Regions from separate parts of the Sus scrofa genome. Here region 1 is linked to region 2. Evidence: chromatin contacts called from public HiChIP or PLAC-seq data. All regions are on one chromosome and are shown on one strand. The core of a region is the stretch at or near the end of the contact, and the rest is flanking DNA. Distances in the headings are between cores, read along the strand shown. Region 1 has its middle 76 kb from the start of INPP4A. Region 2 overlaps INPP4A (inositol polyphosphate-4-phosphatase type I A).

Evidence for each region. HiChIP or PLAC-seq counts read pairs in DNA pulled down with a chosen protein or histone mark.
Region 1: an H3K27ac HiChIP or PLAC-seq map of alveolar macrophages shows a contact between it and region 2. The contact joins two enhancer-like sites. A contact is called at or near these places in 5 of 47 Hi-C or Micro-C datasets (embryonic fibroblasts, fetal heart ventricle, heart right ventricle and 1 more) and 1 of 2 datasets of contacts at active chromatin or transcription factors (alveolar macrophages).

What each region holds. Positions count from the first base shown.
Region 1 is chr3:55,832,679-55,840,571 of Sscrofa11.1, forward strand. No RefSeq gene overlaps it. Among named protein-coding and RNA genes, the nearest start is that of INPP4A, 76 kb to the left of the region's middle. Within about 2 kb of position 1,708, at least 60 of the 83 cell types and tissues checked have an H3K27ac peak or open chromatin away from gene starts, as enhancers often do. A contact at or near this core is called in alveolar macrophages and skeletal muscle, where this site is marked.
Region 2 is chr3:55,726,116-55,733,016 of Sscrofa11.1, forward strand. INPP4A (inositol polyphosphate-4-phosphatase type I A) reads right to left here. Exons shown (of 24, transcript NM_001143930.1): 17 at 3,063-3,235; 18 at 2,147-2,270; 19 at 893-1,019; 20 at 476-616. Among named protein-coding and RNA genes, the nearest start is that of INPP4A, 31 kb to the right of the region's middle. Within about 2 kb of position 5,651, at least 19 of the 83 cell types and tissues checked have an H3K27ac peak or open chromatin away from gene starts, as enhancers often do. A contact at or near this core is called in alveolar macrophages and skeletal muscle, where this site is marked.

The DNA of each region.
Region 1 (7,893 bases), core at 458-2,957, 100 kb after region 2:
TGTGGGCTCCATGGAAATGCCACATCACCCCTGGGACAGCTTCATGGTCTTCTGACACCAACCCTCCTACAGACCAATCACACTGATCTTCCCACGTGGGACCAACTTCCTTCAAAGAAACCAGTGAACTGAATCTTCCAGGAGTAAACATTTCAGCAAAGAACCCCCAAAACAAAGGCCCTAGCCTACATCCAAAGACAAAAAGTCCTGTTAGCCTGTTTTCCCAAAGACAAATTGGGTTTCATCCAAGGACAACCTATAGCTATTCTATGTTACCAACGCCAATCGCATCTAGATTCCAAAACAAACTCTGGAAAGCAAGTTCAGTTCTCACCTGCCAGAGATGAGAAAATAGAGAGCCAAAGTTAGCAACTGGCAGATGCAGAATTCACATCCTAGTCAGCCTGTTCAGTCTCCAACCCCACGGCCTGCCCTCAGTCCACACAATCTACTGAACAGAGATGAATCAGGCAGAATTTCACCGCAAAATTCAAACCACCTCCCCATCCCCTATTCCTTTGGTTTAGAGGCCCTAAGGGGCAGGTGGGAAATCAAATTCGCCTCTAATGCACTGCCCCAACCCAAAACACATTCAGTGGCAAAGCCAAAGACAAGAAGATGGGCTTTACAACTGCCCATACTTTTTTCTTACCCAGAGGACTATTTTCATGATCTGTCATTATGGATAAACTCGGAGCAGGAGGAACACATCATTATGTAATGTCAGAGGGCAGGCGACAAGGGGAGGGAGAGCAAAGCTCATCACCACTCCCTTCGCCCACAAAGACATAAATTAACCGTTGACGTTTTAAGTGTTTCAATCTTCTATGGCCTGCACATTCATGACTAGCTTTGCAAGAGAGGGTCTCAGATCCCTGAGGTTTCTCAGGCCTCAATTCCTTGACTAGCAAAGCCATAAAGAAACAAAATGTCAACAGCAAAGATGGCAGAAATGTTGTCAGGGGCTGTGGGCCGGCATTAAAGGGAAGAGTTTGAAGCATGGGGACCCAGGTGCATGTTTATTTTTACCCGGTTCTGTTTACACTCGAAACACCGCGAGGCCTTCAGCGTCTGGAGTCACTAGATCCAGCCCTGGAGACGCACCAAGACCAGCGCTGCGTCCCGCATCCCGGCTCCCCGCCGCCCGCGCCAGCACCGCACTCCCCTCAGCCCGAGGCGCCCGGGGCGTCATCCAGCTAGGGATCGCCAGGGTCGGGCTGTTCCCCGAGACGCCACCACCGGGGAACCGCTAGGCTGCACGATTTCCATGACAACCGCGGCGCCGTCCGCGTCCCGCGCGCCGGGTGTCTGGATGCGCGCCGCGCCCCGTTCCGCCCGAGAAGCATCCCGGTCCCCGGAGGCTCGTAGCCGCCGGTTCGGCCCCCCTCCCTCGCACCCGGCCCGGCCCGGTCCGGAGCACCTACCTGGCGCGTCCCGGCCCGCGGCGCCCACGCCCTGCCGCCCCGCCGTTCTCGGTCCCGCCGGGCCGCGCGCTCGAGTCCCGCAGCAGCAGCGCCGTCGCTCGGTCGCCACGTCGTGGACGGCGGCCTGGCTCCAAATACTGGTCCTCCTACCCCAGCCCGCGGCGCCCAGCCTAGCCGCGAACCCGTCGCCCGCGCTGCAGCCCCAGAGCCGCTGCTGCCGCCCCAGACCCGCTGCTGCCGCCGCCGCCACCGCCGCTGCTACCGCTCTGGAGGCCACGCCAGCCCCGCCCCGGCCCCGCCCCCTCACCGCGCATGCGCGTTCCTTGGGCCGCCCCCACGCCCGATCCCGGCCACCCCCACCCAGCTGGTCCTCCTCCGCGGCGGCTCACGCTGACTTCTCCCGCGTTCCTCTAACACCCACTTTCAGCTGTGACCGAATCGCCTGCAAAGAGTTCTTGAACTTCTGACTTAATAAGATCGTGGCATTTTCGCCATCACATATACTGAGGCTTCTAAGGCCCGGATGCATCCCCGAGGAAGAAGGCTGCTGGGAAAAGCGGCGAACAGGGAACTGCTCTGGCCATGTGTACCGGTGTCTGCGCGACTCCCTTGGGGCGGTCTTACACACTACCTTGGCAATGTTTAGGGGAACTAAACATTCAACCCAGAAACAAGCAAAAATTAAAATCGTACTTTAAAGATACAGATGAACAAAAAGAAGAGAGAAACCGCTACCCTCTCAGGCTGTCCTGGCATATTGTATAAAATCTACTTTGATAGACTCTCAAATATCAGCTCCTTAAACTTCCCTCCCAAAGTCCTATTTTTCCATAGAGGGGGAGAAACAGAATAGTCAGAAGTTTTGGAAGAAAAACTTCACTTTAATATGAAGGTTTAATAAACCTTAATATTTGTGCTTGAGCAAGGGTAAATACTGGGCTGAATATAACATTTACCTTCAGGTCTTTAAACTTTATCAGAAAAAAAAGTTCTCAAAATTTTTTAAATGTAAACGATTTTAATTGAGTAAACCAGAACATTTCTCAGTCGGACCTTACATCCTTCAGGTATAAAAACAGGCATTTATGATTTACTTTAAGAAGAAAAGACATTCACTAGTTAGAAATGAAACTTAAAAATTCTCTAATATCATAGAAATAAATTCGAGCTTCCCCACGTCATCAAAAACCAACAACGGTCTGCAATAAAAACAAGTAAATATAAAACTTTTTAAACTTTAATTTTTTTTTCTGACTTTTTATTTTATTCCTATGAGAAGTAATTTACTAACGGAACCATTTTTATTATTTCCTCAGATAAATGGAAAGAAATATTAACAGAAATAAGCCCAGTATAAAATTAAAGCCAAGAAAATCAAACTGGAAATGTGGAAATGTTTTTATAGTTTATTTTCTAAAATTAGAATGACCAACATACCTGGTTTAGCTGGGGCAAGCCCAGTTTACATCTTTTACTCAGCAAAATTATCAGTAGGGTCCCCTTCCAGTCTCAAAAGTGTTTTCAGAAATATTCAGACAATACATTTTATGGCCATGCTAACTTTAATCAAGCCATGAGAATTTTTAAATCATTAGTTTTAAATTTAAATTCACAAACATTTAAAAATAGGCAGTCTAAGTTCAACTGTTCATTTAGCATAGTAACAAACAGTGAATTAAGATCAGGCTTCCAATAACATTTGTACTTTACTGCTGTGTGATTCAGGATAATCTTACAAAGATTAATCATATTTTCAGTGTGACAAGGAACAAGCCCCAATTTCACCGCAGAGTGAACATTATCAAGAGAAAAAGGAGCAAATTTTGTTAGTAAATATGGTGCTATGCATTCCCCAGGCATCACAACATGAAAGAAGAAAGTATCCTAGAGGTGTGCCTGTGGGAAAATATATGCATCCTTTAGCTACTCTCAACATGTGGTACCCGAATAGCAGCACTAATGTCCTTTCAGAACTTGCTAGAAAAGCAAATTCCCCAAATGTTGACTTACTAGATGTGCTGAATCAGACACTCAAAGTGGGCCCAAGCAATTTGTATTTTAATAAGCCCTCCGGGGATTCTGATAAACCTGTGAAACTAGATAACCTATATACAATAAGTAAGCTGATTGAGATAAGCTATATTTTGATAATTAAGAGCTGAGTGCTATTTTGGGGACTAGAACCAACAAACATGAGAATTTCTTTTGGGGGCCATCAAATACGACATATTTATGTTTACATGTGTTTTCACTAGAGAATATATGGAGTCTTGAAAATCAACAGCCCTGCTGCCACAGCAGCTGTAAAAACCATAGCCTCACAGCCACTGCAAGGGCAAAAAAGGATTTGGAGTACTTCATAAAGCCCTATCCCCAGAGAATTGTCACTATTTGACTGGTCTGGCAGCTTGCTAGAAAAGCTCCATTCTCAGGGCTTGTCTTTAATTGACCTGACTCAGTGCTTATTTTGGTGCACATGGCCCTATCCACAGGGCATTTGCTGAAAGCAATCAGTAGTAATTATTAGTAGTGCAGGTGCCTAAGGTGGTAATATGAGGTGGAGCTAGAAAGAAGTGAGCCAATTAACCTGAAAGAATGAGGAAGATGTACATGGGGGAACTTTGGAAAGATTTGACACATTTCTGGGACTCTAAAGGGTTACACACATGTACAACTGCGCATATGTACAAGAAAGACTTAAGAAGGCCATACTCTCACTTCTGACTGACCTTGAGGCTTTGAGCAAACAAGAAATGAAGGCTAAGGCAGAGTTTTAAATTGCTTGCCTGAGTAATGCAGACATGCCTCAACACACATACAGAGACCCTCCATAAAGACATATTGGTCCCAGCATTTTGAGAATAATCTTTGTATAATAATTAGCAAATTTACACAAAGAATATCAATAAAAAGATAAGAATTAAGCTAACCAAGCAAGGACTTCAGTAGCTACAATGACAAAGAATACAGACTTTATAGAATTATCCCAAGGGAGTCACTAAACAAACAAAAAGCAACAACAAATCCTCGGGTAAAGGGAAATATGATTTCCAGAATTGTGACATTATATAATTTAAAATGTCCAGTTTTAAACAAAAAGTTATGAGACACGTAAAGAAAGAGGAAAGGACACAGGTTAAAAGGTAGTCAAGAGAACGTCCATGAGAAAACACAAATGTTGGACTTACTAGACAAAGACTTTAAACCAGTTATTATAAACATGTTCAAATAACTAAAGGAAACAATATCTCAAAAGTTAAAGGAAGGTATGAGAGTAACAAAAAGAGATTATTAGGAGTTCCCATTGTGGCTCAGCAGAAACAAATCTGATTAGTATTCTTGAAGATGCAGGTTCAATCTCTGGCCTCGCTCAGTGGGTTAAGGATCCAACGTTGCTGTGAGCTGCGGTGTAGGTCACAGACATGGCTCAGATCTGGCATTGTTGTGGCTGTGGCATAGGCCAGTGCCTACAGCTCAAATTTTACCCCTAGCCTGGGAACCTCCATATGCCACTGGTGCAGTCCTAAAAAGACACACACACACACACACACACACACCACACACGAAAGAGAGAGCGAGAGAGAATATCAAAAAGACATAGGAATTATAAAAAAGAACTAAACAGAAATCCTTTTTGGAAAGCTGTAATAACTGAAATGAAAAATTTGTTAGAGGGGTACACCCCAGTACTGGGCTGACAGAAGGAAGAATTACATTTGAAAATAGGTCAATTGATATTGCCTGGTCCGAGGAACACGGAGAAAAAAGAATGAAAAAACATGAACAGAAACTTCTGAGATTTGTGGGGCACCATACCAACACAGTAGGAATCCCAGAAGGAGAGGAAACAGAAAGGAACAGAAAGAATATTTGAAGAAGTAATGGCTAAAACCTTCTCATTTTGATGAAAAACACTAATTTACACATCCAAGAAGTTTAATAAACTCCAACTAGGATAAACTCAAATAGATTCACCCTAGACACATCATCATCAAACTATCAAAGGCCAAAGATGGAGGGACTCCTGAAAGTACACAGACAGAAGCAATTCATCAGGTATAAGGGATCCTCACTAAAATTAATATCATGGAAGTCAGAAGGCAATAAGATGATATAGTCAAAGTACTGAAAGGAAAAGGCTATAAACCTAGAATTCTATATTCAGAAAAAAACCTATCTTTCAAAAATGAAGGAAAAAAAGACTAAGAAAAAGAACAAGAAAAAAAAAGTGTGTGTGTGTGTGTGTGTGTGTGTGTGTATAACTGGGTCACTATGCTGTACAGCAGAAATTGACACAACACTGTAAATCAACTATAATTTAAAATTTTAAATAAATTAATACATTAATAAAAAATTAAGAAAGAAGGGAATTAAAATATACTTGAACATATCTATTTACTACAAAAGAAGGCAGTAATAGAAGAAGCAATAGAGGAAGAGAGGAACAAAAAAAGATATAGGATATATAGATACCAAATACTCTTTTTTGTTTGTTTGTTTTACTTTTTTGGCCACACCTGTGACATCTGTAAGTTCCCAGGCCAGAGACTGAATCTGACCCGCATCCTTAAACCAATGTGCTGGGCCGGGGATTGAACCCTCAATGCCACAGAGACAAGGCAGATCACTAACTCACTGTGCCACGGCAGGAAGTCCAGATACATAGAAAACAAATAACAAAAGGCAGATTATATCCTACCTTGTCACATTATATTAAATGTAAATAAATTAAATGCTCCAATTAAAAGGCAGAGATTATCAGATGGATTTTTAAAAAAGAAGAACATGGACCAACTATGTGCTCTATAGAAACAAAATTCAAAGGCATAAATAGGTTGATGGTAAGTCTACCATGTAAACAGTAACCAACAGAGTGCTACAGTGGTTATATTAATAGCAGACCAAAACAAAACAAAACAGAAACAACAAAAAACAAAAACAAAAAGCAAAAACCCCTTAAAACAAAAACTATTACTACAAAGACAAAGAGGGACATTTTTTTAAGAGGGTCAGTTCATCAGGAAGATATAATAATTACAAAGATAACGCTTCCAAAAAAGAGACCCAAAATACACTAGGCAAAACAGACAGCATTTAAGTAAGTAGTGACAATATATAATAGTAACAGTTAAGGATGTCAATACTCCACTCTAAATAATGGATAGAGGCAGAAGATCAACAAGGAAATAGAAGACTTGAACAACACTATAAACCAACCAGACAGATATTTATAGAATACTCCACCCAACAATATCAGAACACACACACATACTGCTCAACTATACATCAAAAATTTTCCAGGACAGGCTGTTTAGAAGGCCATAAAAAAAGCCTGAATAAATTAAAAAGGATTGAAATCATACGAAATAACTTCTCTGATCCCAATGGCATTAAAATGGAAATCACCAACAGAAGGAAATTAAACATAGCCCACAATAACCAAGAGGTTAAAAAGAACTCAAGAGGGAAGTAAGAGAACATTTTGAGAAAAATTAAAAACTCAGTGTACCAAAACTTTTAGAATGCAGCTAGAGCAGTACTTAGAGGAAAATTTATGACTAGAAACACCTATATTTAAAAAGAACAAAGATCTGAAATCAATAACGTAGTCTCTCTCCTTAAGTAACTAGAAAAATAGCAATTAAAACCAAAGAAGCATGAGAAAGGAAATAATAATGATTAGAATTGAAACAAATCAAATACAGAATAGAAAAGGAGTAGACAAAAGTAAATAAAACCAAAAGTTGGTTCTTTGAAAACATTAACAATTTTGACAATCCTTTAGCTAGATTGGCCAAGAAGAAGGGAGAGAGAAGACTCAAGTTACTAGAATTAGGAATGAGAAAAGAGACATCACTGACCATATATCAATAACAAAGATTATAAAGGAAAATGCTAAATAATTTTATTTTTGCAAATCACAAAACCTAGACAAAATGGAGAAATTCCTAGAAAGAAACAAATGAAACAAACTCGAAAGAAATAGAAAATCTGCATAGATCTATAATAAGAAGAAATTTTGCATTAATAACTTTAAAGCAACTGTACTTCCATACAACTTTAAAAAATGAAAAAAAAAAGAAAAGAAAGTGAAGACAACTGACAGATTGGGAGGACATATTTCAAAATCATATATATTTAAGGGATTTGTATCTACAATACATAAAGGACATGTACAACTCAGCAATAAAAAGACAAATAACCAAATGAAAATGGTCAAAGAATCTAAACAGACGTTTTCCTATTTAGATGAATGTCCAATAAGTATGTAAAAATATGCTCAACCTCATTAGTCATCAGAGAAATGCAAACCAAAGCTACAATGGGATATCTCTTCACAGCCTCTAAGATGACTAAGACTGAAAAACTAAAACAGGAGCTCCCAGTATAGCACAATGGGGATTGGTGGCGTCTTAGGAGTTACTGGGATGAGGGTTCAACCCCCAGCCCAGCACAGTGGGTTAGGGAT
Region 2 (6,901 bases), core at 4,401-6,900:
TGGGCACAGGCTTTTAGGATCCAGGCTTGGCCCTTGGCCTGGCACACAGGCCGCTCCACCCTCACCACTGCCCATCCCTCCTGGGACCTGAGCCTTTGGCCTCATGTGCTTTCTCCCTACCTGCCTCTGGCTCCTTGGCTTGGGACGCCAAGTCTCTCCTCTACCTCATATAAGACCAACTCCTACTTAAGTCTCCAAAATCCACTTCAGCCATCACCCCTACCAGGAAGCCCTCCCAAACCCTCCCAGACCTCTCTAGGGCACATTTATTTTCACTCTGCACCCACATCTCTCTGCCACCAGGCTGTCTCCAGAGGATCTCTGTATCCCAGCCCCAGCGACAGGGCAAGGAGGTGGCTGAACTTGAAGGAGAGGTGACAAAGTCCCCCCAGCTCTGGGAGCCTGAAGAGGACTAAGCAGACTTTGCGTGTCATCCTGATGACCCTTCCAGCCCAGCCCACAGGGTGGCATGTACCTCTCGGCCAGCGTCTGCTGCTCATTGATGCCCACATTGAAGAGCACAGGCTGGACCCGCAGCAGCATCCCGCTCTGGAGCTCCCGCGGCAGGGCATCGAACAAGGGCCCCGGCAGGGGGATCCGCACATTGAAGCCGTCCCTGGAGAGAGGGCGGGGGGGGGAGGGGAGGAACAGGAAATGGGCACACCACACAGGAGCACCTGCTCGCCTCTGCTGGGGAGAGTGGCCTGGCCCTGTTCCGTGACTTCCTAACTGCCAGTCACAGACCCGAAAGGGGTGTGAAATTATGTTACAGGCTGCAATTAGCGTTTCTAATGGAATGCAACACGGCAAAGCAAGAACGAAGGGTGTGTGCACATGATGAGCATCAATTAAAATTCTGGGCTAGTTCTGAGAACCAGAAAAATGTTTCTACCGATTTCCTGTGATGACGGGCAGCATGTCGGTGGACGCGTTAGAAGTGGCCTGAGTGACTTTGAAGGTCACGTTCCTCAAGTCCATGATCCCGAGGCTCATGTCCTCCAGCATGGCCAGCTCCTCCCCTGGAGGCAAGAGAGGGAGGGGCTGTCAGGCAGAGGGCACCCACAGTCTCCCCTAGGACTCAGCACAGTGCAGAAGGCAGGTGACGGAAGGCAGGCAACGGGAACAGGGTGACTGTGACAGGGATGAGGGCTGGGGGGTGTCTTCCAAGTGACTCACTTCTCTAGGAGTAAGCCCCGCTATTCAAATCCCACAGTCCCCTTCAAAAGCACAGCTGGTGGGCTCTTTCCTGGCGAAGGAAGTGTGGGGGTGCGGGGGAGACCCCGACACACAGGAACCTTGGAAGGCAAAGCTGGCTCTTTAGGTACTGCGATCTCGTGGTATGCTTTAGATCTTTTGGTATTTCTTCAATGTCTTATAACTCCAAAGATTAACAGATCCTTTTTTAAAAAGTATCTATTTTTATCTTCTAAGAAGAAATTAACAGAAAATTTGGAATATCAATACATTTTTAAATATTCTGCTTTTCGACCCGGCAAGTTGCCTTCGAATAATTTGGTGGGTGCAGAAATGGGCCACAAGCACACAAAAACTTACGAGCAGAGATGTTTTAATAGGAACAATTCAGAAACGGCCCAGATGTCTTACGGGAAGTGAATGTGTTCATAATTATCACCCATCCTTCACCAGAAAGATCTTCGTGATGGGTAACAAAGAAACCAAGGGGGCTGTGTGTGTGTATCTGTGTGTGTAACAACAGAACTTTTTTTTTTTTTTTTTTTTTTTTTTTTTGTCTTTTTGCCATTTTCTCTCGTGGCATATGGAGGTTCCCAGGCTAGGGGTCGTGTCGGAGCTGTAGCTGCCGGCCTGCACCACAGTCACAGCAATGAGGGATCTGAACCATGTCTGTGACCTACACCATAGCTCATGGCAATACCAGATCGTTAACCCACTGAGCAAGGCCAGGGATCGAACCTGCAACCTCATGGTTCCTAGTCGGATTTGTTAACCACTCCACCACGACGGGAACTCCATACACAGAACTTTTACTTGTTCCTTGTTATGTATTTGGGGGATGTTTGGATATATTTTAATCAGCAAATGTTACCTGTGTAATCAGAAAAAGACTCGGGGAGAGAGGCCAGCTCACACACAAGGTGCTGACGGCTCTGGGGCCCTGGGATCTCACCGTAGGTGCTCAGCAGGCTCTCGAACTGGGCAAGCAGCCCGATGGTGTAGAGCTGCCGCAGGAAGCCATCGTCATGCAGGCAGTTCCTCAGCTTGATGATGAAGCCACAGATGAGCGCAGTCAGCTATGGGGGACAGACACCACCTCACCTCGCACTCCTCCCGGATCCAGGTCCCTCTGCCCACACTGCTCATCCTGCTGCAGCCCCTCCTCGGATCCTGAGGTGGGAAGCGCCTGGCTCTGGGACCCTGAGGGGGGAGGCCACAGGGAGGCAGTGGCCATGGCGGGGAGGCAGAAGCCACGGTCGGGGGGTGGTGGCAGAGGCCACAGGAAGGCAGTGGCCACAGGGGCTATGAGTTGGGGGGGTGGCTAGACTCGCTGCTCCTGGGGCTCCCAAACGTGAGTCTGGTTTGGACTCTGCTTCGGGCCTGAACTTAGGGTCACTCCTGGGCCAGAACCTACTGGAAGCCCAGAATTATTTCCCCACAGTAAAAGGAAGGGCCTTAATGCCCACAGATTCAGACCAGCTCTGGCTGGAAACCAAGGTGCTCAGGGAGGAACAGACGTGGAGAAAGATCCCTCCACAAGCAGAAGGCTTCCTGGGCACATCCTGGGCCTCGCGGGATGGGAGAGGACTGCCGAGAACCCGAGCCTGCGCTGCCCTTAACTGCTAATCAGATTCCTGGCATCTGTCAACTGACACTCATTGAAGGCCTTCCCTCTGCTGAGAGAAATCACGAGAACAGAGCTGTGGGAGCCGCCCTGACATCTGCTGTTTTATAAACAAGAAAACAGATTGCATGTCTCCCTTAACACACCTCTTCATAGGGAAAAGGCGCAGGTGGCACAGGGCCACAAACCCTAGGCTCCTCTCTCTGCGCCCAAGGGCAAGGCTGGCCACCGAGTCAGGACTCACCGTCTGGCAGAAGACCACGTCACGGCGGTACTGCAGGCTCAGGAAGGTGGCGATGGTGGGCGCGCTGTCCTGCATGAGCAGGAAGACCATGGCCTTCTTGGCCTTGTCGCTCATCATGGCCACGCAGTCTGTGAGGGTGGTCAGCAGCGGGTACAGGGCCTCGCTCCACTCACCTGGCACGAGGAAGGGTCAGCTCAGAAGGAAGGGCCTGCAAGGCCCCCGGCCCCCACCCGCACTCCGCCCCTGCCTCCACCCCACTAGCCGGAAGCTTCTCAGCAAACTCAGCATCAGCCCAACCCAGGGTGTGGTGACGCCCGTCTGCTCTCCCCACCCCCTGGGACACAGTGGCACTTGTGACTAGTCCCGAGCAAAGTGATAGGCTTCTGGGAGTTAGGACTGAGCGAGGAAACATGCTGTCTGCAGAGGCCAGGCCTCTCCCATGACACCACCACTCCTGTGTGGGGCGAGACCTGTCCTCTTGCTCCTCTGGATCCAGCAGCAAGGAGCGCAGCTGGGCTTGGTCTGGGTCCAGGGAAGGGCCCGGCCCCGCAGCGTCCGCGTGTCCAGTCCTCGGCGTCCCCTCCTCCCCACCCCACCTTCCTGCCCCGTGCCATCTATTTCAAGCTGAAGTTTTTGGGTTTTGGAACATAAGGAAACTCTGACCCCATCGCAACAACTTTTTAAAAATAGAACCTAGGGGAAGAAAACACGGTGAAAGGCTTTTTTGGTTTTGGCTCTTTTCCCCCTTCCTATTGAGAAGACATTTAAAAGAGAAGATATGCCCCATCATTTTATTGTTACCAGCAAGGGGCACTGGGTCATTACCTCTGGCTGAGCGCCCCCAAAACCGGGGGCAGCAGCCCGTGCAGCATGCCCTCTGAGGGTAGGGCACTGCACACCCGGGCTGTCGCTCATCTCAGATAAACAGAAACTTGGAGAGAGAGAAGGGAGCCGTGGCTCTGCTCTCTCAACCCAGGTGCCTCACTCTTTGTTTAAAAAAGCTTTCCAAGGACCTCCCTGTATTCAGTGTTTGGTTAACGCAGATTTTCAAGTCTATGTAGCAACTCAAAATGTGGAAATGATCTAAGTGTATATGCAGGCTTGCTGTATGTGGACAAGGATTCAGATCTTTAATGGAAACAAGCAGGCTTAAATTTAGAAAGGTCTTTGAAAATAAATCATGGTGACAAAGAACCCTGGATGGAGGAGTGGAAAATGTGAGTCCCAGGCCCCAGCCACCACTGAGCCGTGCTGGGCCCTAGCTGCTCCCCAGCCATAGGGTCCTTCTCAGTCAAACAGGGTGGCTGTAACTGACCACACCCATGTCTCTTTCTTCCTCTAATATTCTCAGAGACCATGTTTTTGTCTCTTTGAAGGACTCGGTTGAACCCATGTCAATTATATTCAGCAAATAAAAAGGCCAATGACCATTAAGTTTTAGTAACTAAAAAGTTTGGGGAAAGGGAGGCAGTCCTTAAGAATACTCTTTACCTAAGAAGTACCTGCTCTTAGAGCAAAGCTGCCAATTTCACTTTGCTTTTCTACTTCACCTGAATATCTGTGTAATTTATAGGCAAACTGTGATCATTTAAACCTGCAAATGATCAGGGTATACAAGGAGACCTATCTGACTAAGCAAGCTCTCTATGCAAAAAATTTTTGACTTTGCCAATTTCTGTTTAGACAAAACCCATGTAAGAATGATTCAGTTTTGCTACCTAGAGGAAGGAAAAACCAACCAAACAAACAAACAAAAAATCCACTGGAAAAAACCATCATATTGGAAGAATGTTTAAAGGCACCAGAGAAGAGGTGCAACCCTGGGCCAGAGGGAACAGCTGGATGGCTGCAGGGTTCAATGAGAGCAGGAACCACCACGTCCACAATACCAGACAGTGCTTCCCTCCCTGATCGGTTTCTCATTTAATCTACAGAGACAAGGTTGTTAACGTGGGAAGAGAACGGGCTCAGTGTCTGTGCAGACACGCAAAAAGAAGTGCTGTTTGGGTGCATGTCTGACTATGTAGCGAGGAGTGGTTGGAGAGAGAACATTTTAGGTCAACATGAAGAAAAACCAAAATGTAAAACTTCCAAACAAAATAAACTTCAGTGACAGTGATGAGACGCTACCGGAAGTGAGTTAAGGACAGATGTCTGGGATGTTAAGGCTGGTGAAGGGAGAGGTTTACTCTGCCTCTTGCGTCAAGAACGTCTTCCTATTCAACCATGCTCCAATAAAATTAAAAAAATAAAAAAGTCTTGCTATTAAAAAAAAAAAAACGAAAAAAAAAAAAAAAAAAAACACAGTGATTAAGCAGTCTCCTCTGTGACACAGCTGGTTCCCCTTTGGGGTGAGCGCCTCGGCCAGCTGCTCTCCTGGAACATTCACTGGCTGGTAGCCATGCCAGGACCATGTACTTCAGATAACTTCTATCTGGGATTTTTTTTTTTTTTTTAACTATATTAACAGGAGAGAGAGGAAGGAAGTAGGGAGACAGAGGAAATGTGTGTGTCTTCACTCTGACTCAATACAGCTCTGTGGGAAGAGCTAAAGGAACTCTTGGCAGGGTCCATTTTCATCCATCTGACATCAACTGTGGACAAGCCACCAGAGCTGGAAATGGCCCAGCTGACAAAATGAGCAGAGTTACACAAGCCAGGCCCTGTCTGCGCATGGGCTGGGGACCCACCCGACTTCCCGCCAATTCTGCAAACTGCAGGACACCCAGGGCTGAGTGTGCCCCCACCCACTACGGGGCAGGCACGGGCGGCCCCCAGCCCTTCCCTTAACTGCCAGGGATGGTCCCTGATGTCCCTGCCATGGGCTCAGGGGAGATGGAGCAGGGTGCAGGCACTGGCCTGCTATGGAGGTAAGCTGATGGGGAACAGAGGAGGCAGACAACAAGGAGGAGGAGGCCCAGACCAGGAGAGGCACTGGAAGGGGAGGCACCAGCTAACTGCCTGTGCAGGGACCAGGCCTCAGAGATCCAGAAGGTCCAGCCCTGGAACTGGAGACCCGCTCAGGGCCAGACTGACTTCTAGGAAGAGAGAAACTGAGGCGCTGAAAGCAAACAGTGGGGTTTATGAGGTAGCAGATTGCCCAGCGATGAGCCAACTCCGAATGGGGCTCTGGGGTCAGCGCAGCAAGCCAAGCTGAGGTCACAGCTGCCGGGCAGAGTGTGGAAAATCACACAATTGCAGCTTACTGCACTCTAACTGTAAAGCAGGTATCCTGCTAAGTTAGATTTACATCCAGTCAAGAACATGTAATCCTCAGGCTGACTGGGTAGCTGCTTTTCTGGAGTTTAAGGGGAAAAAAAAAGGCAGCACTATATTTGGGGGGGTGTCTCATGCTCACCCTGGGAAAACCACAGGTCACATCCAGGGAATAAAATATGAATTAGAGCAGGGGTCGGCACATTTGTTCTGTAAAGGGCTAGACAGTACATCTTTTAGGCTTTGGAGGCCACGGGGTCTCTGTTGCAACACTGGCATTGCCTTGCAAAAGCAGCCATGGACGGATGTGAATGAATGGGCCTGACTCATTTCCAGGAAAAAGGTATTTACAGGAGCAGGCAGTGGATGGGATCTGGCCTGAGCTGAGCCATAAACGTTGATTTCTACATGCAAACGCAGCAGGAAGATGCCACGGTGAGTGTTAATGGCACCTGCAGCCCACGGCAGTGCCTGACAGGAATTCTAAGGCTGCAGCCAGACTCAGCGGAGCAGATGCGGTGTGATTCCAGAGTTGCAGTATCTGCAAGGGTGCAACTTTTTTGGTGACCCCTCCCCTTGTAACGCTTGCAAGTTCAGGGGAAACCATAGGAAGCCTCGTTTAC